Linked DNA regions of Mus musculus: all the other regions are linked to region 4. The links are chromatin contacts, called in public ChIA-PET, HiChIP or PLAC-seq and promoter capture Hi-C maps. All regions are on one chromosome and are shown on one strand. The core of a region is the stretch at or near the end of the contact, and the rest is flanking DNA. Distances in the headings are between cores, read along the strand shown.

What was found. Promoter capture Hi-C pulls out the DNA fragments that hold promoters and counts their contacts. ChIA-PET counts read pairs in DNA pulled down with a chosen protein or histone mark. HiChIP or PLAC-seq counts read pairs in DNA pulled down with a chosen protein or histone mark.
Region 1: a contact with region 4 is called in an RNA polymerase II ChIA-PET map of memory CD8 T cells, with 7 read pairs. The contact joins the enhancer-like site here to the promoter of Cdc7 in region 4. A contact is called at or near these places in 1 of 39 promoter capture datasets (stem cell-derived epiblast-like cells), 3 of 115 datasets of contacts at active chromatin or transcription factors (embryonic stem cells, large pre-B cells and memory CD8 T cells) and 1 of 9 other capture datasets (adipose tissue).
Region 2: a contact with region 4 is called in an H3K27ac HiChIP or PLAC-seq map of differentiating embryonic stem cells, with 2.5 times the contacts expected there. The contact joins the enhancer-like site here to the promoter of Cdc7 in region 4. A contact is called at or near these places in 5 of 39 promoter capture datasets (the HPC-7 cell line, cranial neural crest, hematopoietic stem and progenitor cells and 2 more), 1 of 15 datasets of contacts at CTCF or cohesin (large pre-B cells), 4 of 115 datasets of contacts at active chromatin or transcription factors (differentiating embryonic stem cells, embryonic basal ganglia, embryonic stem cells and 1 more) and 2 of 9 other capture datasets (adipose tissue and liver).
Region 3: a contact with region 4 is called in an H3K27ac HiChIP or PLAC-seq map of trophoblast stem cells, with 2.1 times the contacts expected there. The contact joins the enhancer-like site here to the promoter of Cdc7 in region 4. A contact is called at or near these places in 3 of 39 promoter capture datasets (3T3-L1-derived adipocytes, frontonasal cranial neural crest and hippocampal neurons), 3 of 115 datasets of contacts at active chromatin or transcription factors (double positive thymocytes, extraembryonic endoderm stem cells and trophoblast stem cells) and 3 of 9 other capture datasets (adipose tissue, liver and pancreatic islet).
Region 5: a contact with region 4 is called in a promoter capture Hi-C map of hippocampal neurons, with 3 times the contacts expected there. The contact joins the enhancer-like site here to the promoter of Cdc7 in region 4. A contact is called at or near these places in 5 of 39 promoter capture datasets (the 3T3-L1 cell line, 3T3-L1-derived adipocytes, frontonasal cranial neural crest and 2 more), 5 of 115 datasets of contacts at active chromatin or transcription factors (the NIH/3T3 cell line, bone marrow-derived macrophages, embryonic stem cells and 2 more) and 3 of 9 other capture datasets (adipose tissue, liver and pancreatic islet).
Region 6: a promoter capture Hi-C map of 3T3-L1-derived adipocytes shows a contact between it and region 4, with 4 times the contacts expected there. The contact joins the enhancer-like site here to the promoter of Cdc7 in region 4. A contact is called at or near these places in 3 of 39 promoter capture datasets (the 3T3-L1 cell line, 3T3-L1-derived adipocytes and hippocampal neurons), 4 of 115 datasets of contacts at active chromatin or transcription factors (astrocytes, bone marrow-derived macrophages, extraembryonic endoderm stem cells and 1 more) and 1 of 9 other capture datasets (adipose tissue).

Annotation. Positions count from the first base shown.
Region 1 is chr5:106,824,120-106,827,654 of GRCm38.p6, forward strand. No RefSeq gene overlaps it. Among named protein-coding and RNA genes, the nearest start is that of Gm33327, 23 kb to the left of the region's middle. Within about 2 kb of position 1,357, at least 126 of the 459 cell types and tissues checked have an H3K27ac peak or open chromatin away from gene starts, as enhancers often do. A contact at or near this core is called in memory CD8 T cells, where this site is marked.
Region 2 is chr5:107,218,632-107,221,740 of GRCm38.p6, forward strand. The region is part of intron 2 of Tgfbr3 (transforming growth factor, beta receptor III); the gene reads right to left. Among named protein-coding and RNA genes, the nearest start is that of Tgfbr3, 69 kb to the right of the region's middle. Within about 2 kb of position 1,455, at least 45 of the 459 cell types and tissues checked have an H3K27ac peak or open chromatin away from gene starts, as enhancers often do. A contact at or near this core is called in adipose tissue and differentiating embryonic stem cells, where this site is marked.
Region 3 is chr5:107,109,639-107,113,055 of GRCm38.p6, forward strand. It overlaps Tgfbr3 (transforming growth factor, beta receptor III), which reads right to left. Exons shown (of 17, transcript NM_011578.4): 17 at 1-119. The coding sequence ends at 1. Among named protein-coding and RNA genes, the nearest start is that of Gm42146, 17 kb to the left of the region's middle. Within about 2 kb of position 1,668, at least 112 of the 459 cell types and tissues checked have an H3K27ac peak or open chromatin away from gene starts, as enhancers often do. A contact at or near this core is called in 3T3-L1-derived adipocytes, adipose tissue, extraembryonic endoderm stem cells and 2 more, where this site is marked.
Region 4 is chr5:106,962,775-106,965,947 of GRCm38.p6, forward strand. Cdc7 (cell division cycle 7 (S. cerevisiae)) reads left to right here and starts at 1,548. Exons shown (of 12, transcript NM_009863.3): 1 at 1,548-1,651; 2 at 2,159-2,340. The coding sequence starts at 2,244.
Region 5 is chr5:107,142,989-107,146,340 of GRCm38.p6, forward strand. All of the region lies in intron 7 of Tgfbr3 (transforming growth factor, beta receptor III), which reads right to left. Among named protein-coding and RNA genes, the nearest start is that of Gm42146, 50 kb to the left of the region's middle. Within about 2 kb of position 1,648, at least 10 of the 459 cell types and tissues checked have an H3K27ac peak or open chromatin away from gene starts, as enhancers often do. A contact at or near this core is called in hippocampal neurons, where this site is marked.
Region 6 is chr5:107,165,818-107,169,135 of GRCm38.p6, forward strand. All of the region lies in intron 4 of Tgfbr3 (transforming growth factor, beta receptor III), which reads right to left. Among named protein-coding and RNA genes, the nearest start is that of Gm42146, 73 kb to the left of the region's middle. Within about 2 kb of position 1,629, at least 176 of the 459 cell types and tissues checked have an H3K27ac peak or open chromatin away from gene starts, as enhancers often do. A contact at or near this core is called in 3T3-L1-derived adipocytes, adipose tissue, astrocytes and 1 more, where this site is marked.

The DNA.
Region 1 (3,535 bases), core at 107-2,606, 140 kb before region 4:
TTGTAGTCTTTCCCACAGGGGAGCCCCTAAATTGATTTTTCAGTAGCAAGTGGTCAGCCCTGAAATCATGTACATGCAACAATGAATGGGTTCAGCTGGCTGTATTTATATATTTATATATATATATATGTATTTGCATATAACCATTAGGGAAGAGGAGTCCAGGAATTTGGGGGGAGAAATAAAGGCATGGGGGGAGGGGAGAAAAAAAGGGAATGGAGGAAAGTTATCTAAATTTTTAAATTAAAAACTGAAACAAACAAAACAGCCCAGGAATGAAGACTCTCACTTATAATCCTGGCACTGAAGACATGTTAACAGCGAACCCCTGGGGCCTGGTGGCCATCCAACCTAACTTAGTTGGTAAGTTCTGGGGAAGTTAGAAGCCAATCGTTCACATTTAAACAAAGAGGACTGGAGAGATGGCTTAGCAGTGAAGAGCACTGGCTGCTCTGCCAGAGAACCAGGGTTCAATTCCCAGCACCCACATGGCAGCTCACAGCTGTCTGTAACTCCAACTCCGGGAGATCTGACAACTTCACACAGACACACGAGCAAGAGAACCAACAATGCACACAAAAATAAATAAAATCATTTAAACAAAGAAATGGTGGAAAGCTGATAGGGAATGACACTCAGTGTCCTTTGGTCCTATGTATGTATACATGTCTGTGCATGCACACATGTGGGAGTGTGTGCATACATGTAAAAAGAATAAGAAAATTTCCTCGGTGATTCAAAGGGCAGCTACTCTTGCAGCAGACACACTGACATGAAGGAAGTCTCCGTGCTCCCTTCTGTGAGCACCTGGGCACACAGCCCTCTGTTAGCTAGGACGAAAACCAAGTTTGGCGTCGGTAACTTTGGCTATCACACAGCCTATGCATTTGTAGAGCATTTAGCTTATTGACCTAAATGTTCTCATCTTTAGGGAGGAAAAAGTAGCTTAATTAATTCACAATAAAAATCCTCCATTTCATAGAAGATAAACCTAATATAACTCAAACAGAATTGAACGTGTGATAAGATTCAGCCATCAGCATGCAGCAGCCTTAAAAATTACAACATCTGACCTTAATATGTGTGAATCTATCAAGATTCCATTGTCGACATGTATATTTTTTGATATTCTTCTCTGAGCCGAAATCATGTCATTTATATGCAAATGGCCGCATCCTCAGCAGCTGCGGAGTCCCAGCTGAAGCCGAGGGACTTATTTGCACTTAATAAAGCCTCATAAATAGGTTTTGCTTCTAAGTGGGTGGGGGAGCGGGAGCCCGGTAGCCCTTTACAGTTACAGGCTCCTTTTTGTTTTGAAAGCAGACTGGCCACCTCTAACAGGATGGTTCTCAGTTGCCAAGAAACAAGATCGTCACAACCTCCCCTTCCGGCCTCCGCGGATGGCAAATGTTTGTCTTGTGGTGAGAGCGGTAACTCAGTCCGCACTCCACGACCAGCCGCTGTCCAAGCCTCCAGCGAGGGGTTGGAAGAGTCCAGTTGGGAAGCCCCAGCGGGAGAGCCAAGGGGTGGGGGCATCTGCCCTCGGGAGCAGAGAGTTTCTCTCCGCGAAACTGTAAGCCCTGTATGCGGAACATTGGTTTCCTTGATTGTCCAACCAAACAGTGTGCCGTGCTCAGCATGTAGGTTCCCCCTTTCCAGTCTTCATTTGTGGCACAGGAGACTGAACCCAGGGGCTATGCAGGTGAATAAGCACTCTCTACAGAGCCCACACCAGTCCCCCAGCCCCACCCCTACCCCAAACCCAACTAAAGAAAGAAGAAATGATTATGCGGACTTGGGGCACACAGGCTTCAAATTCTACTTTTTTCTACCAAACCTCCTCACAACCAACCATGCTTGTACTTCCGAGTCACCAGAAACATCTCGTTTCCTGTTTAAGATTTAGGACATGTTTCTTAAAAATGGTAAAAGATAGGCACTGTCTTCCGCTGTTAGATGCACAGCGACCCTGAGATGTCACATGAACGACAGTGACTGGACACAGGGTCATTCGCTTTTGTTTCTAAGGCACCAGCTGCTGGTTTAGTAATAGTGACTTCTTGTCCAGGTAGCAGGCTGCTTCTGAGCTTTACTTCCAGTGTGTAAGCACCTGGCTCAGCAGAGGCGGTTCTACAGTCTGACAAATGTGGACGATCACTGAAGACACTGGTTAACAATACTATCATTACATTGTCACCAGCCTGGCAGGGAGACAAACAGCCTGCCACGTCGACTGATCAGAGGTATTTATAATTGCAAAAAGCATAAAAGTCAGTCTCTCTCTCTCTCTCTGTCTCTCTCTCTGTCTCTCTCCCTTCCTCCCCCCTCCCTCCCTCCTTAAGGGAACTTAGAAGTCTGCCTGGCCTCATAGACAGGGAGGAATCCAGGACATTCTTGTCTTATGTCTCCCGACCTTGGTTTCTTTAATTTGAAAACAGACAGTCTCTCTCTCTCTCTCTCTCTCTCTCTCTCTCTCTCTCTCTCTCTCTCTCTCTCTCTCTCTCTCTCTCTCTCTTTCCCTCCCTCCCTCCCTCCCTCCCTCCTTAAGGGAACTTAGAAGTCTGCCTGGCCTCATAGACAGGGAGGAATCCAGGACATTCTTGTCTTATGTCTCCCGACCTTGGTTTCTTTAATTTGAAAACAGACTGCACCTGTCCTGCCTCTTCATAATACAAGAATTGTCCTAGAGTTTCTATTGCTGCAGTGGAACTGTGAGTAAAAGCAAGCTGGGGATGGAAGGGTTTATTTGGCTTACAGTTCCACATCTGTTCATCACTGAAGGAAGAAGTCAGGACAGGAGCTCAAATGGCAGGAATCCAGAGGCTGGAGCTGACCCACAGGCCATGGAAGGTGCTGCCTCCTGGTTCCCTCCCTCCTCATGGCTTGCTTAGCTTGTTTTCTCATAGAACCCAGCACCAGGCTGGCCTCCCCCATCAATCACTAATTAAGAAAATATCTCACAACTGGATCTTATGGAGGCATTTTCTCCATTGTGGTTCCCTCCTTTCAGATGACTTTAGTTTGTGTCAGTTTGACACAAAACTAGCTGGGTCACATATAAAATATTTAACAGATCTAAAATACTAAGTCTCTAATAGTAATATATCCCATCTTTCTATTTTTAATTATATACATATGCATCATGGAGGTGTGGATAGATACTCAGGGACTGGAGTTACAAATGGTCCTGAGCCACCATGTTGGTCCTGGGAATTGAACCCATGTCTACTGTCCACGCACTCCCTATTTGAGATATTTAATGAAAGAAATTTCTTCCAACCTTGTCCTAAGTGGATGGCTGCAGAGATCTGGCAGCCATGGCTACGTCTTCACTGGTAGCCATGGTTACATCTTCCCTATGGTCTTCACTGGTGCTGTGGTTATTCCTTGATCCATCCACACCCTGCAGCAGCTCACCAAACACTCATGGATGAATCCACCTACCCAACCTCAGCCACGAAGCCCAGTAGTGACGGCATGAGCTGTGGCTGCTGTTCAGCCCCGACCCTGCCCAGCTCCATATGCAACATGGAAA
Region 2 (3,109 bases), core at 205-2,704, 260 kb after region 4:
ACACTAAAAACAAACAAACAAACAAACAAAAAATAATGATGTGTATGTGAGAAATTATCCATTCAAAAGTATAAAAGGTGAGGCAGCAGCTCAGAAGATAAAGTGCCTGCTCCTGAGGGCGTGAAGTCCTTATCCCCAAAACACACACAGCAAGTAGCCCTGGCTATGGGAAGGCAAGACCAGCAGATCCTCAGAGCTTACCAACCAGCTAATCAATGAGATCCAGGCTCAGTGAGAGACCCTGTCTCAAAAGCTAAGGTGGAGAGTAACGAAGACTCCTGACATCAAGCTCTAGCCACCACAAGCACACATTCACACACATGTGCAACTACACACAGACACACTAAATAAATAAATAAACACATCTAACAAATTTTAAATGTTATATAAAACAATGTCTTCAACAGTTTGATATACCGTCAGGCTGATATAGTAAATATAATAACAAGATCATTCCCCTTCACACAGCTCCCACTCTGCTGGGCAATGCTGAGTCCTGTACAGCAGGAGGAGGTGGCGTCCTCCGCATCTTAAACAAAAGGACAATAGCTCTGCACACTTAGGCGACTATTCTAAGGTCACCTGAGGCCTCTGGCCTTCTCCCTTGGTAGACAGCAGTCTGATGAGCAAGACTGAGCAGTATTCACACAGTCTGTGGGAACCAACCAGCCAAACAAACAAAGAAAGCTATCATAGCATAGGTGCTGAAGCATCCTGAGGTTTGTAACGTACTCTGAAATGCATCCAAAATGGAGCCGTCTGGATGGACAGACACACATCTGATAAAGCAACTATTGCAGAATGTTAACTGCGAGGAACTTGGATGTGTAGTGAATGCAGTTTCAACATCTTCCTATGTTGAAATGTTTCATTTTTTAAAATGTCAAGAGGGAGGGTACGCCTATAAAAATTTTATATGTAAGGTCAGAGCAACCTCCAGAAACCACAAACTGGGTGAGAGAGCAAAAGGCCTATCCTCTGACCCAGCGACTTTCCTCCAGGAACTCACCATAGAGAAATCGCATGTGGCATAGCTGGGTTATGCTGAGAGTACAGCATGTACCAGAGGCCAAAACCAAAACCCAGAGAGGGGATAAAAAGAAAATAAAGATTTCAAAAACCATAAATGTGGTGGTGTCCTTTCTAAAAAGGACTTTCTGAACTTTCGCTCTCCAGGTGAAGCCCTAAACAACCCAAGGCTAAGAGAGCCCGCCTAAACCTGGTTGGGCCTCACCCCGAATGCTTAACTGTGTGCTAGCTGTTCTGGCTAAGGCACAGACTTCCTATCAGCTTCTTGACATCAACTGTTCTTTCCCCAACTATTCCGCACAGGATCACACCAAATGAAGGCTGCATCTCCCAGCCCCGTTTGCATCTATACAAGGCTACAGTGACCAAGTTCTGAGATGGAACCAATGGCTGCGCGCATAGAGTCTTCCAAGGGGTGTGGTTACAGGAGGAAGGGGGCGTGTCCTCTGTCTTAAACTCCTTCCTGACCTATAGAATGCAGATGCAATACACAGTGTTAGAGCTCACCTAAGGCCTGCCCACACATTGTGGGACCTGGCTGCATTTAGCTAAGCCTTTTATATGGCTCACACCACGGACCCCCACCCCATGTCTGAGGGGGCACAGTGATGGTTTCTTTTCTTGCCGCACTAACTGGAATGAATGCAACACCTCCAGCCATCAAGGGAAAGATACCAGGAAAGTGTGCTCTGACACCTGCCTGACTGGCTTGCTCTGCAATGCTCTGTGAACTGGGGGGCATCTTCACCAACTAGAGGTTTCTCTTGTGGACACAGCTAAAAACCTATAGTCCTCCTGTTCCTATGCAATCCTGACCCTGTAATCCAGAGACCAGTGAGCAGCCTCAGGGCTCCCTCACCACCTTGAGAGGAAACCTGGACAGAGACTGCTTTCTCTAAATTCATCAACATATGTACTGTTATGGTGGTGGTGGTGGTGGTTGGTTGGTTGGTTGGGTTTCTGTTTGCATTTTGTTTTGTTTTGGGTTTTGTGATTTGTTTTTGTTTTTGTTTTTGTTTTAGAAAAAGGCTGGGGATTTATTTGGCTTGGTAGGTAGCTAGCCTAGCACATAAATTCTGCGCTCAGTCTCAAAACACTGCATAAATTAGGCTTGGTGGCTCGTGTCTGTAACCCCTGCACTCAGCCTTAGGAAAAAGAGGCAGGAGGATGAGAAACTCAAGATCATCTTTGGCTATACAGCAAGTCGTAGGCCAGCCTCAGGTAGATAAGTAAACAAACGTGAAACCAGGCTCCTCCGTCACTAAACATTGCAGAGCTACAGTCATGTCACAGACGCTTTATCTGGATCCTCACAGAAACTTTTATAAGTGAGTAGAATAAATCTTATTTATTCCACTATAACTAAATTGTTGCAAGATGCCAAGTCCTTGGCAATCACGCACTCAGAGATCCCCTCTGGGGCCATTCCACGCTTGAGCTTTCCCGACTGGTCATTCCTCAACAGGAATTCTGGCCATCTGCTACATGTTCTGCCCTGTGTCATCCCTCCTGCCCCTCCCCGGCTCATATCTAAATTTCCTGTGGTCTCCAGGTATAATCTGAGTTGATCCTTCTCTGTTGGCTCTTTAGGAACCCCAGCCTCCCCAAATCTTACTGGGCATCATGTCCTATTAGAATGGACCTCTCTCCTGCCCTGAGGTTGGCTTGTTATCATGCATCACCCTCCTCCCCAGTGCAAACACACACAGTGCCTTCCACAGCCACACTGATGAAGCCATCACCAAACCAGCTTCCCTCACAGAGCAACATCCTCCAAAGCAACACTGTGAGGTTTGCACTGCCCAGGGCTGTCTACAAGGTATAACAGGCCCCACAACAAGCTCTCCTGTGGAAGGCTAGCATGTACCAGCTCTGGGCCACACATCCTGTGTGTATTGTTTCTGATCCTTGTAATTCAACGGAGATGATGCAGCTAAAATTCTGATTTGAGAGTGATGGAAACCGGGTCACAGAAGGGTCCTTTGCTGACCCAAAGTCATGCCCCACCAGCCAAATAACAAGGGACTGAGAAAACCATTTTCCAGACTCTCTCATAACAACACAACACCTACTTCTGCTT
Region 3 (3,417 bases), core at 418-2,917, 150 kb after region 4:
CTAGGCCGTGCTGCTGCTAGAGCAGGGAGTGCTCTGAGTGCTCCCTATGCTGTGGGCTGCGCTGCTGTTCTCCGAGGCTGGTGGCGAGGTAGGGACTTGCTGCCTTCGTGCCGTCTCCCCTGCAGTTAAGAAAGACATGTCATATAATGGAATCTGAGGAGGAATGTGTCCCCCACATGGACACCCTTTTCTTTAACATTTTACCTGATGTTTTTCTCAATTAGAGGCAGGAGCAGCTAGCCCAGGAAGGCCTTGTGCTTTAAGGTTTTGTTTTGGTTGGTTGGTTTTTTTGTTTTTTTTGGTTTGTTATTGTTTTTATAAGCCAATAAGAGTGTCTTCTGTATGGCCAGTTGTGGCTAGGATCTCTGGTGGCTCGTGACAATTTCTCTGGATTCTAGAGCCTACAACTCTCAAAGCATCACCAGTATCTGCTAGCTAGGAGTGATTCTTCTGACACCGTGAAACTGCATAACCATCTCACAAGTTCATGACCGAGTTCAAGACCAAGTTGTAAAGTTAATCACAAATCAACATAACAATGTTCTAAGTATGCCTATAATTGTTTTATTTGTGCTAGGGATGAGACGTAGGACTTTGCACAGGCTGGGCATGAGCCACATATCACCATCCCTTTTGCATTCAATGCCTTGTTAAACACCAACCCCACCCCACCCCCGCCCCGCCCCGCCCCGCTAGTGACTTTGAGAGCTTGCCCTGGCCACAGCAAAACAGCTTTGTATGCCCAGCATGAAACCCACCAGAGAAGTACTACTAGGAAGGGGGCTGAGGGGGCTGAGAGGAGAGGGGGCTGGGGTCACTGCCAAGGGAAAACCCTTTGGGGCAAAGAACTCAAACACATGGGACCTGCACTGGTTGCCAGCAAAGCACCTCTTTGCATTTGAGGCTCTCTGTTGAGTTCAGTGTGAGCATCTCCTGACACATTAAATGCCCCACTTGTCATTACACACCCCGCTGCATTACAGCTCCACCCGCTCTTTGTGCCAAGTGTGCAATGCTCTGGAGAGTGAGGAAAGCTCGGGTCACACATGGTTTGCATTTAACTGTGTGAGAGGTCCTATGGTTAGCTAGTCCCTTCTGTGAAACTGGCCTTTAAAAAAAAAAAAAAAGACTCTAGGTAGAGGAGAGAGGTGGGAGCTGCTGCCCCAATGCCCCCTTAGCTGTCCGCACCCCCACCGACGTGGGAAGCCCCCAGCAGGCCAGGTCTGTTTATGAGTTAGGCCCTCTCTTTCCTGTCATACTGAAATACACATCTATCAGCCAGAGATAAGCAACCCTCCCTTCTGCTTCATTAAAACACAACACTGCAGCAGCTAGCACAGGCTCTGACCTCTGAACCAGCTCAGGAACCAGAGGCCTATACTTCCACTGCCTTCCTGGGGCCCCTCAAAGATCTCTGCCAAATGCAGTTCTGCAAAAGGCAGCACCGGCTCCGGCTCCCCGGGTCAGGTTTCAGCTTTCCCTGACACAGCTCCGCCGGCTTCTGCATGCACCTCAGAGCACCTGGGGCCATTGCATGCATTTGGCTGGCTCTAATTATTTTTTCTTCTGGGATTGGAGGGGGAGAAAGGAAGACATCAGTATTCCCAAGGAGCAGGCAAGTCACAGTGTCTTCTCCCCTGCAGGATTTTGGATCTTCCTCAGCACCGCCCCCTTCAAATGTGTATGTAACCACGGGGGAGAAGTAACATCCTGCCAAAAATTCACTGACTCATAAATGGGAGATCATTTCTAGAAAATAATCCAGTCTTTTTTCTTCCTTCCCCCTCTCCCTCTGTTTACCTCCCCTGTCCCTTCTGTGTTTGAACCCAGGGCCTTGGATATGATAGGCCCTACCTGAGTTTATATTCCCATATATTTCTAGCCCTTAACTAACTATTCTGATGTACACACACACACACACACACATACATACATACATAAACACACACACACACACACACACACATACATACACACACACACACACACACACACACACATACATACACACACACACACACACACACACACACACACACACCACTTTACCATTCACATGTTAATTCATTCTCAGTTGAATCCTCCTGTAGCCCATTAGAAGGCTATGGTGGCCATACATAAGCTTGCTTATTTGTTTGTTTGTTTATCCAGAGCTAGAGGCCTTGGACTTGGCTAGGTAAATACTCTGAGTTAAATCCTTTATCTCTGAGCCTCACTAAAAAGAACAACCTCTCCCCTTTTAAGTCACTGGCACACTGGTCTAAAGGGAGGTTCCTCCCATCCCTTTGGGCTCTGCTGGCCTTGTGAGCTCTGGGTCTAGTGGATGAGGCAGGACAGCCCTGCTCCTCCGGGGCAGCACGCTCATGTTTATCTCTTCCAGAACAGGACAATGCTTGATGAGTCAAAGCTCAGGAAAAATGTCAGCAGTGTGTCCTGCCCAGGAAGTCTGGAGATTTGCTTCCTGGGAAGTGTCTCTTTGCTGTGTCAGCGATTTTAATGCCCATTAGAAAAAGCTCTCATAACTTTCAGAGTCTTGGAAGCTCTTGTCTTGCTAATGTAAAACCCTGGAGAGAGAGAGACAGAGACACAGAGAGACACACACACACACACACACACACACACACACACACACACACACACAGACAGACACAGAGAAAAAGAGAGACAGAGAGAGAGGCAGAGAGGGAGGGAGGGAGGGAGGGAGGGGGGAGAGAGAGAGAGAGAGAGAGAGAGCACTAGAGAGAGCGCCCATACTCAAAATAGCGGGGCGTGCCCTGAGGTGGACAGTCACACTAACCTATTACCCTATTACTCTTTCTGACTTTGGTTCCGTGCAAGAGAATCCATCAGGGAACCTGTTTGTAAATGGACCCTGGAGCAGGCTGCAGGCTGGCTATCTGGACTAGATGAATCTGTGAGCTCTGCGTGCAAGGAAGAGACCCTGCCTCAATATATAAAGTATAAAGGTATAAACCTGTCATAGAGGGTTCAAAGGCGTAGGCGACTCAGACGCCAGACAACGAAGAAAGAGGAGGTGCCTAGGGTCTTCATACTCTAGTGGAGTAGATCCCACTGCTGCACTAGAAGCAATATGGCTCCCCTGAGTTTCCTCTGTCCCTTGCAAGACTGGAACCTGCCTGTCATTATCCAGGAAGAAGAGGTCATGCATTCTTTGAAGAGGGTGACCTTGAGGGTACTAGAAACGCTCAGTCCAAGACACCACAGCTGAGTTCAAGGTGCTGCTGAGGAGGTATGACACACTTGGGCTTAGCTGATGACGAGCTCAGCCTCACACCTACTGAAGCAGAGTGGCCTCGGTCTTCTCATGACAGCCCACATGTTTGTTTCCTCTGGAACATGACACGTATTTGATTATCCACACTCAGGAAAAGTAGGAAAAGTGTCAGTACTGTGCCC
Region 4 (3,173 bases), core at 298-2,797:
TGTAAATCCCGATCATCTGAGATGAGAAGGTCCACCGTGAATCTAGACCACCACTGCTGCTGGCAGCCCACACAGTCGGAAGTAAGAGAAGGAAGCTTTGCTCTTTGCCTGCTCCCCTTGCTCTCACTGGCAAGTCCATTTACCCTGATGCTGAGCTGTCATTGGTGTTGGAACCACTCCTTTGGAAGCAAACTGAAGGTCAGAAGCTCTCTAGGAATTCCCTGGGACACCAGCAGCAGATTGGAACTACTGAGACATCCAGCAAAGATACCAGATTCTTTGCCTTTCCATTGTTGGACAACCTGGACCACAGCATGCATGCCACTCTGATAAATAGCACATACACATATATACACATTCACATAAATACATACATTCACACATCTGCATACTCATTCTGTCAATTCTGTTCCTTAAAGAACCCTGACTAATAAAATCAGCATAGAGTTTTGTCATATTTTCTCCATCTGTGCCTTGTGGAAGATTATGAGGTAAATGTATTTTTCATGGGCAAAAGGTAAATTGGGGCTTTCTTGTAAAAAAAAGAACTATCAGAAAACACTACTTATAATTCTTCACTATTAATGCTAAAGTAAAAAAAATATTTGTGGTCTTTCACTGTGTTAACTAATCTAATGAATGGTAATAATACTAACTCCTTAGAAATTCTTTTACTATGTATGTATTTACACACATACACACACCTGTATACCATGTAAACAGATTGTAGCATGAAAATCACAGTTATGATATTCCAGGAGCTAGTAAAAATTATTGATTGAATAAACATGCCTATAGCTGGACACTCTCTCTGGTCTGGGCTAGGCTGCTCTAGTGGAGGTGGACTGTCGTCTAAGAATGTCAGAGCTGGGGTTGTCAAGTTCTGGCTATGGCATGACTCTCGATAGTGGGGTTACCTGAACAAGAGGGGCCAAAATTCCAGCATTGATGGGGTAGGGAATTTCCTGGCCCAGTCCCTTACTGAGGCCCTGGCAGAGCGTAGTTGCCAGGCCAGGAGGGATCATTCTTTTTGGAGATGCAACCGGTGTTAAGAGTCCGATGCATAATCCAGTGGATCACTCCACACCCACGCAATATAGACTTAGTGGGTTACTAAAAGACGCGAAATTGGGATAGCTTTTTGACTGCCTTATTCACCACCGTTATTCGCTCAGTCCCTAAAAACTGGTTTATATCACAACTAAATAAATGATCAACATACATTGCAGCTGGTCTCTACTATAAGATCCTCAAGAACCAGTGGTTAAACTTTTTGTTTTTCGTTGAGAAAAGTAAAACCGGACTCAACCAAGTGCCTTTTACCCGAGAAGTGTCCAGCGTGTTGAGACCACAGTGTGAGGCCGAGAGAGAACGCTAAGGACCGGGCGACGGGACGAGGAATCCCGGGCGCCTTTTTAGTCCTGGGGCTCGCTAACTCAGCAAAGGACCACCGAGCCCTCTCTGCTGCACTCTTCCTTTCCGACCGCCCCGCCTTGAAAAACCACGCCTCTTGCGCAGGCGCCGAGGGCTTCGGAATGCGCATGAGCAATTCAAAGCAGCGCGGGAAGAATCGCGCATGCGCGCCTGGCGGCCCGGCTCAGTGGGACGCTCCTGAGGGAAGCGACCGCGGACGTCCTAACTTCTGTGAACCGTGAGTTTCTGACAGTTTTCCCCCCTGCCGTGGACGGTGAGGGACCGGGGACGAGTTCTTGATCGTGACTTAGGTCGTGTCGCCCTGCGGGCATCCCGCGGCGGGAAGAGGTGCGCCTGCGCACTGAGCTTCCCGTTGGCACTGGCGGACAGTCCGCCCTACGCACTCGCCCAGGGCGGCCCATTCATTCATTTATCCTTCTGTTGGCACCCTGCTGCCCTCGGTCGGCTCCAGTCGAGTGGAGTGTCACGCCCTGGCGAGCGACTTCCTCCCGGGCAAACCGCAGTCCTTCCCCGCAGCCTCCCGGGGATCCCTAGCCGGCTGCAGCCCGCTCCACCTGTCCCCCGCGGGAGTGCTCGCCGCAGGCCAGTGGCAGCGACGCCGCTCCGGCTGGGATTTGGACATATGGTGCGGGTTTTAGTGCTACCTCCTGAAGGGCAGGTGGTTTGGTGCGTGCCTGCTTGGGTGAGCTACTTCGCCCTTCTCACCGTGTTGTGATTTTCACAGCTGCTGCTCTCGCCTGTGCACATGACCCCGTAGCCCGCTCTTTGCATCCCAGTCGTGCGTAGTGGAAGCCTCTTTGGGGACTCAGATGGAGGAGCCAATGGCGTTTTCTTCCCTTCGTGGCAGTGACAGGTGTCCGGCTGATGACTCTTTAAAAAAATATGAGCAGAGTGTTAAACTTTCAGGTATGTGCTCAATGCCACGGTCACACGGTTCTGAAGTCGCACGGGCAGCCAGTCTGCATCTTCTAATTCGAGGAAAGGGGAAAAAAGAAATGTAATTAAATTACACTCCCAGAAATAAACAGAAAAACCACACACACACCTGACTAGTAAACTGAGTTGTATGTTTAAATTTCACATGTCAACATAATATCATGAAGTCTAGATTTAGGATTGGATCGCGTTTTAAGAGGTGTGGAATCCAGTTTTCATTTTAGAGGACGTCGGTTGGGTCCAAATATTAGTGGCTTTTTAGGAAAGCATGTTTGTTGACACCTGACTTTTTTCTTCCACACCCACTGTAGCCTTACTGTGTAAAGTTTGGTTTTAGGAATTGGTGGGGAAGGGATTAAGGATTCATAAACAAAATTCACAGGCAGAAACAAGTGGAATGTTTGTAACGGATACTTTTTTCTTCGTAAAGTGGAATGTAGCTCAGCCGCAGACTCTAGTTTTAGAAGGTGGCTGAAAAGTCCCATATTGTGTACTTTCAGCAGGACATAGAGGTAAACGTCTGTAAACCCAAGGGGAGGTGGAGATCAGGAGTTCAACCCTGCCTCAGCCCCACCCCAAGAAACACTGTGCACAGTGCCCATGTGGTAGTGTTCACTTAACATACATGTTTGTAAACAAAATTCCAGTTGACTGTATTCTTTCCTAAAAGCTAGCCATCTTTGTCCTAAGAAAATTTAGACTTATCCAAAAAGATACTAATTTTGACTTTTAATTTATGATACACAATTTATATACCCCCCCCCAAAAGCTTTAACCCCATTTAAAAAAGCATAACATCACAT
Region 5 (3,352 bases), core at 398-2,897, 180 kb after region 4:
CAAATGTTCCCTTCCGCTTTTTTTATGTAAAACTGTCTGTAGAGTACACAGGTGTGCACACCGTGTTTACAAACATGCCTGTGGCTTTGCATCTTGTGGCCTAGATCTACAGGGAAGATGGCATGATCACATGACTCTCCCAATGCTGTATGAACTATTAGCTTCCACATAGTAAACCTCAAACCTTTACATGTCATCTGACTGATTAGGTGTTCTGAAATTGTATTCACTTGCCAATTTTGTTAATATACTATATTTTATGCTGTGGAGTACTATTAAGATATCACCCAGGTAGTAGCATTGTATTTAGTAATAAAGGAGGAAGCCCTTATATGCTTACACAGGCAACATGCATATTAAAACTGAAAGGATGTAACGATTGATATGGCCCCTCTATAACAATATGGAAATTGTTAAAGCCATATTAAAGGTTAGTTTTCATTAATAATCTGTTACAACACTAAAATGAAAGGATTCTTTCAAGGAAGTATATGACTGGCCTCTGACTAGCCGAGATACAGGCAGCAAATGTCTATGTCCCCTGCTGACTCCTGTGTCAGGGATCCTGTTGATGAGTGAGGAGGCTGGTCACTGCAGAGAGACCCGATGGGAAGGCACAGTGCCCACAACTGCTCCAACAGGGCTGGGGCATGTCCAGAGCACAGATTATACCACTGTCACGCCACATCAACGTCCCTTTAATTTCCATGCCCACTGATTTTCTCCTGCGTGTCTGTAGCATTTTTCCTAAATTCCTCATTTGTTTCCCATTCTATTTACCCCAAACATGACCAAATATTAATCCTTTCCCACTGTAGAGTCGTAAAAGATTCACGGGCTCTCAGTTCTCTTGGCCTCCGTGTTGTGGGAGATTGGCTGCGGACACTTTTACTCCAAGTCAAAACTTCAATGTGTCACCCAAAATCTTCTCCTGTTACCCAAAGAGCTGATCTAGGGACCAACCTGCCATGACTGGCCAGTCACGACTTTGCATATGCATGCAAAGAAAAGGGAGTGAGAACTGAATCCTGCCACCATCTGTAAGCCAGGTTATAGACCGACAGGCATTAGCTCTTACTCACATTCAGAGGAAACTCCTAAAGGAAGAAGGAGAAGAAGAAGAGAGAGAGAAGGGAAGAGAGAGGGAGAGAGGAAGGGAGAGAAGGAAAGAGAGGGCTGTAGGCGAAGGAAAGGGAGAGAGAAAGGGAGAGAGCGAAAGAAAAGAAGAGAAAGAAAGAGATAGGGAGAAGGGGGAGGGAGAGAGAGGGAAATGGGATTGAAAATGGAATGAGATAAAGAGGAATCGGGGCTGAAGTAGTAAGAGCCAGCAGCTCTCAGAGCTTCACTCAGCCAGCCTGCTGAGGTGCAGCATCTCCCAGCCCTTCAAAGCAGCATGTGTTTTGACTGGCTGGAACCGCAACCTTGGCCTAAACAATACTGCCTGGCCTCATCTGCCCTAGACTTTCATGTTGTCAGACAGCTGAGAAAATACCGTATTTCCAGAATCTCATCATCGCAATGGCCACCTGTTCTGCTGCACCAGGACAGAATAATCTCTTCACGCCTTTCCACATTAAACACAGGAGCTGTCTGTGTGATTCACGTTAATTGTGGCTTGGAACTGAAAAGATCAGACATCACTCTGCACTAGGAGAGCAGCAGGATGACGGGAGGCAAGCTGGTTCTCAGCATTGAGTAAATCCCTCATTTCTGTGTTCCTAGGACTCTCCAGACTTTCCCAACGTAGTGCAGCTAAGGGGGTGCTCAAAGGACGTTTCCCCTAATACCACCACCATTATCTTCAGCCCCATTTTGTGAACTAGTAGCTGGGTTGGGTGGAAGGGGCTCTGCCTCCCCCCCCCCCACCCCCATGCCTTTGAAACAATGGTGAAGAGAAGGGCTTAACGGAGAATAGTGTGCTGAGGATCTGCACACTGGGCCTTTAAACTAGCATCGTTTCTAAGAGTAGGCTCCATCAAAGAATACAAGAGAAAACTTAGCTTTTAAGTTTATTATGATTTCATCCTTGTGTGTGTGTGTGTGTGCACATGTGGAGCTTGAAGGACCATTTGCAGGAGCTGGCCCTCTCCTTCCACCAAGTGCATACCAGGGACAAAGCTCTGGTCCTTAGATTAGGCAGCAGGTGCCTTTACCCACTTAGCCATCTCTCTGGCCCATAAGAGGAAGCCTCTAAGAAGCCTCCTCCTCTTTTCTGTTCTGAGGTTCTCCCTGCTGTAGAAGTGACTGGGCCACGTCCACAGGGAGGACCTGCGGAAGGGGCCAGAGCCACACTGCAGTGTTGCTGCTGATCTTGTTGCATAGCCTTCCTATCTCTCTGATCACTTCCCACTGCCGCCTATGCTGTGCCTCTAACAAACCCACACACAGCCATGCGGGTGTGCTGCTGGCATTACTCTTTCAGGGTCTTATGAACTTTGGTAGCTCTCCTGTTTTCACCTTGGTTAATGAAGCCCTTTGAGTTTCCTGTGGACAAATTCTTCAAGGGAGTGCTTATGGAAGAAAGGTGAGTCTTTGTACAACAGGTCTGTGATAGACCTTCACATGTATTTTCCTAAGTTAGTCTTCCTTTAATACAGGAGCTAGGTTCTACCATTGCTCCACTAGTGAGAAAGAAGCTGTGATGCACAGACTGGGTAACACACGGAGCTGAGAATGCTCCATGTACCTGTGTGCTTTAAAAAGACCCCATATGCCCTTAACAAGTACTTGCTGGGTGGTTGAATGAGCTTAGCTAAACCCCACAATGAGTGAGTGCTGTCACTGTCCCATTTCACAGTTACACCATGTTCAGTCGTACTGTCCGCCATGAACTGGCAGCTGGAGATGGTACCTGAATCTAGCTTTGTGTGGTTGAGTCAGAGTCCTTTACTCTTCACATGTAACCATATTGTCTGTAAAGGGAAGACCATTTCTCTCTTCCTAAGCTGCAACCTAAACTTTTGTCTTAGCATGTACCTGTTCCTCATAGCACAGCTCACATCTGGGACAGGGAGTTAGAAGTCAAAGAGCCTGAAACTGACTGGGGAATAAAAGATCATCATGAAACATTACCTAATTGTTTAGCAATGTTGTCATGTATTGTCCAGGACTGGCCTGGAACAGGAGTGCAGCCAGAGAGAGGAATATAAACAGATCTTGTTTGGGATGATGGCCGATCTTATTCCTCGTCTTTCTTAGTCTCTCTGATTCCTCTGACAGACAGGGACATTCAAGCAAAGCCCAGGACCACTGTGGTCCAGGCACGTGCATGCAGGGACAGCAGAGCCGCCAGTCAGAGCTAAGTACATACAAACTCCAGCAGGGAGTTAAAGTGCACCGCATGTTTTCTGCC
Region 6 (3,318 bases), core at 379-2,878, 200 kb after region 4:
TAACTACACTCATGCATGCATGGCCTCCAAACACATCATGAGGGCTTCAAGACAGACCTTAACGTTCATCACCCACAGTTTGTTGCTCAGTGGAGCAGAAGCTGAGCCTTCTTATGCAAACGTCTAGAAAGGGATTTCTTCTGCCTGTGTTCACAGATCAAAGCAATGCCAACCTTTCTCAAAAGATAAAGATAAAGGGGCAAGAGATAGCAAGTGAGCTATCATTTCTGTGGGCTGTAGGTGGCAGGTGCATGAGCTCCGGCTTGGGCTATCACTCACAATCCAAAGGGTACCCTGCTGACCACGTCCACCACGGGATCACTCACAGTTCATAACCCTAACCCTAACCCTAACCCTAACCCTAACCCTGATCTGCACCAGGGACTCCAAACCACCCAGGAGTAATGGCAAAAGCAGAGATTAAGATACAGATTCTATCCCACGATAAGATGATTTCTAAGCCAGAAAACTAGATGACAAGGATCGGAGATGCAAAACCTACATTGTCTCAAGCAAAGTGGACAGTTTGTGTGTACCCAGAAAGGAGCTGAGCCATGCTGCAGCCATTCCCTGAAACGGGTTGTGAGGTAGCTTTGGGAGCTGTCCCACAACATCACCATCTGCACCCAGGCACAGCCTAAAAGTTTCACATCAGCATCCCAGAGCCTCCTGGGAGAGTTTTTCCTCTCCTCTCATTATATGAAAATAAAACATTCTGTAACTTCCCTTAACAAAACACTCATTTTTTCTTACCAAATAGCTCTCCGGAGGTTGTCCACTATGTTACCCACAGCCCCAGAGATTAACCTTTGACATCAATGCCGGTGCCTGGGAAGGGCAGATGCATTACGTCACCAGATTAGCTTTATTCCAGAGCTCTAAAGAACCTCCTTGGACTATGCAAGGAAAACCAATCTTCTGTTCAGTGTACTCAAGTTTGTTTAACCTCAATTTGTTGAATGAAAGCGAGGCCTTCACAGGGCTGGGGCCGTGCCTACACACAGACATGACACAACACACCAAGTAGAGCCAGGAAAAGTCCACACTGGGTGAGTCCTCCTGGACAGGATGTCTCGCTTAGGAAACTACAAGAGGGCAAACCAGGGCTCTGGGCCACTCATCTACGCTGCAGTCACCACCCTCCCCAACCTGTCAGGACAAAAGCTTCTACAAGCCCTCTCTGGACCAGGTTTACCAGCTGAAACTGGACTCTCTCCAACGTTCTAAGTGCCACAGTGACATTTAGGAGAGGCTCTCTTACCACAAAGGGGCAGAAACTCAATTCTAGGAAATATGGTAGTTGACTGACCCCAGCTCCTGAAAGGCTCAATCCCCATATAATTACATCTCTGAGGGACAAGCCACAAAACCAACAGATAAGCGGCCTCTTGAGAAGAAACGCATGGTACACAACCACTTGGAATCTCCTCGGGACACAGTGAGTCATTCGGCCAGAGATACTGAAAAGAACCACCACGAATCTGGAAGTGTTTATTTAATCTGCCTTCAAGAGAGAATTTATTTGGGGAAAGACTTCACTGAATGGTGCAGTCAGGTCCCTAGGACACAGGGGTGACACCTCTAGCCTGGTGGGAAGCTCCGTTTGTTTACAGTTCCCTAAGCCATCTGCCTACATGCTCCTCAGAGTCCACCTCCCGGAAGCTGCTACCTCGTCTGCACAGGCAAGAGGGCAAGTCTCATTTTCTCCAACTTCTGGGATCTAAACAACGGTACATTTTTACACTGAACCTCAACTCCCAATTTTCTAGCTAGCTCTGCGAGCGAGCGGTAGAAAGCTCTCTGAACGTAGGTGACTCACCCTTCCCTGTCAATCCCTGGGTCATTTTCCTCAAGCACTCGGGCAGAAAAAACGGATGCTGAATCGGTGAACAGTTCATACGAAGGACATCATAGAAGGTTTGCTAACTTTGTGGGCTCTCAAGTATGGGGCAGAGCTGCCAAAGGATGTTAGAAAGATTTTGTTTTTTAATGCAAAACCATAGAACCCAGGAGTTTTTTCAATTTGTTTATTTTTAAGTTCCCTCCTCCACATGCAAGCTTGACTGAGTTATTCCCAGAGCATTTTTGGACACACTAACCCTCGGTTACACATTGCTTGGCTTGGAAAGGTAACAGCTGCGCATGTGTCCTGTTAGGTGGCGCATGCGCCTTATTAGGCTGACTCCCCCCAGTGCGGCCCTGAGCTCACATCTGGGGCTGCTTAACAACTGATTGGAAATTTAGCCTTTTGATTTCCAGTTAAATACTAGGCACAGGAAAACAAATAGCACTTGTTTTCACCGAGTCTTGTCAGGCATCCAAAATGCAGTGCAAATCAGAGAACTGCCTGTGGTTTGGTGGCAGAGGTCCAAAATACTTGGCCTCCCCGCCCCCTCCAGTTTAAGGAAAAGGAGTAAGCCAGATTTTGGCAATAAGGATTTTTCAGTCACCCTTCCCCCTTCTTTGGACACGCAGAGCTGTTTTTTAAATATTCAGTGTGTTCCTGGTATTAATTTACATTTTTCATTAGGATTAAGTTTTGATTTGTTTTTAAGCCAAAGCCAAAGAATAAAGTTCGGTTTTCCTCACTTATTCCAACTGCCATGCCTTGGTATTTACTCAGATTTGCTGAGGAGGGCAGGGTTCATATTGCTATCTTCTGTTTCCAATTAAATTAGGATATAGTTATCTAGCAGCCGCATTATCAAAGCATAAGAGTTAAAAAAAAAAAAAAAAAAAAACTTGAGGGAACTCGGAAGATCAGCTTAATCCAAATAATCCAAAGTCTTTATCTGTGATGGGGGAACTGAGCCCGGGGTAGCACAACCATGCGCCCTGATGCACAACTCCTTAGTGCTGGAGCCAGAACTAGAACCCATGCTGGGGAGATTAAGCCAAAAACAAAAACCTGGGTTACCAGAAAAAAATACAGGACACCAAATTAAACTTGAACTGTAGCTAAAGAATGTATGGATTTTGTTAGTGTAATTATGTCTAAAATATTGCACAGGCATACTTAAGCAAATTTATTTATCTGAAACTCAACTTGAACTAGAAACCTGCATTTTTATATGTCAAACCCTGGTCACTGTGCTGTGAGACCAACATCTGCCCTGTCCTATCCCCATCTGGCTGCCAAAGATATCCACATTTCTTTCCTGATTTAATGATAAAATGGCTGGGAAAAAAGAAATCACAGGACAGAAACCCATAGAGTATAACACTGGAAGCAGCCGCTTCTTCCCGGAGACTTTCCTAGTCTTAGGCATCCTCATTTCCCCGCTTTAAGTAGACTACAAAACAGCTAACTCTCAAATG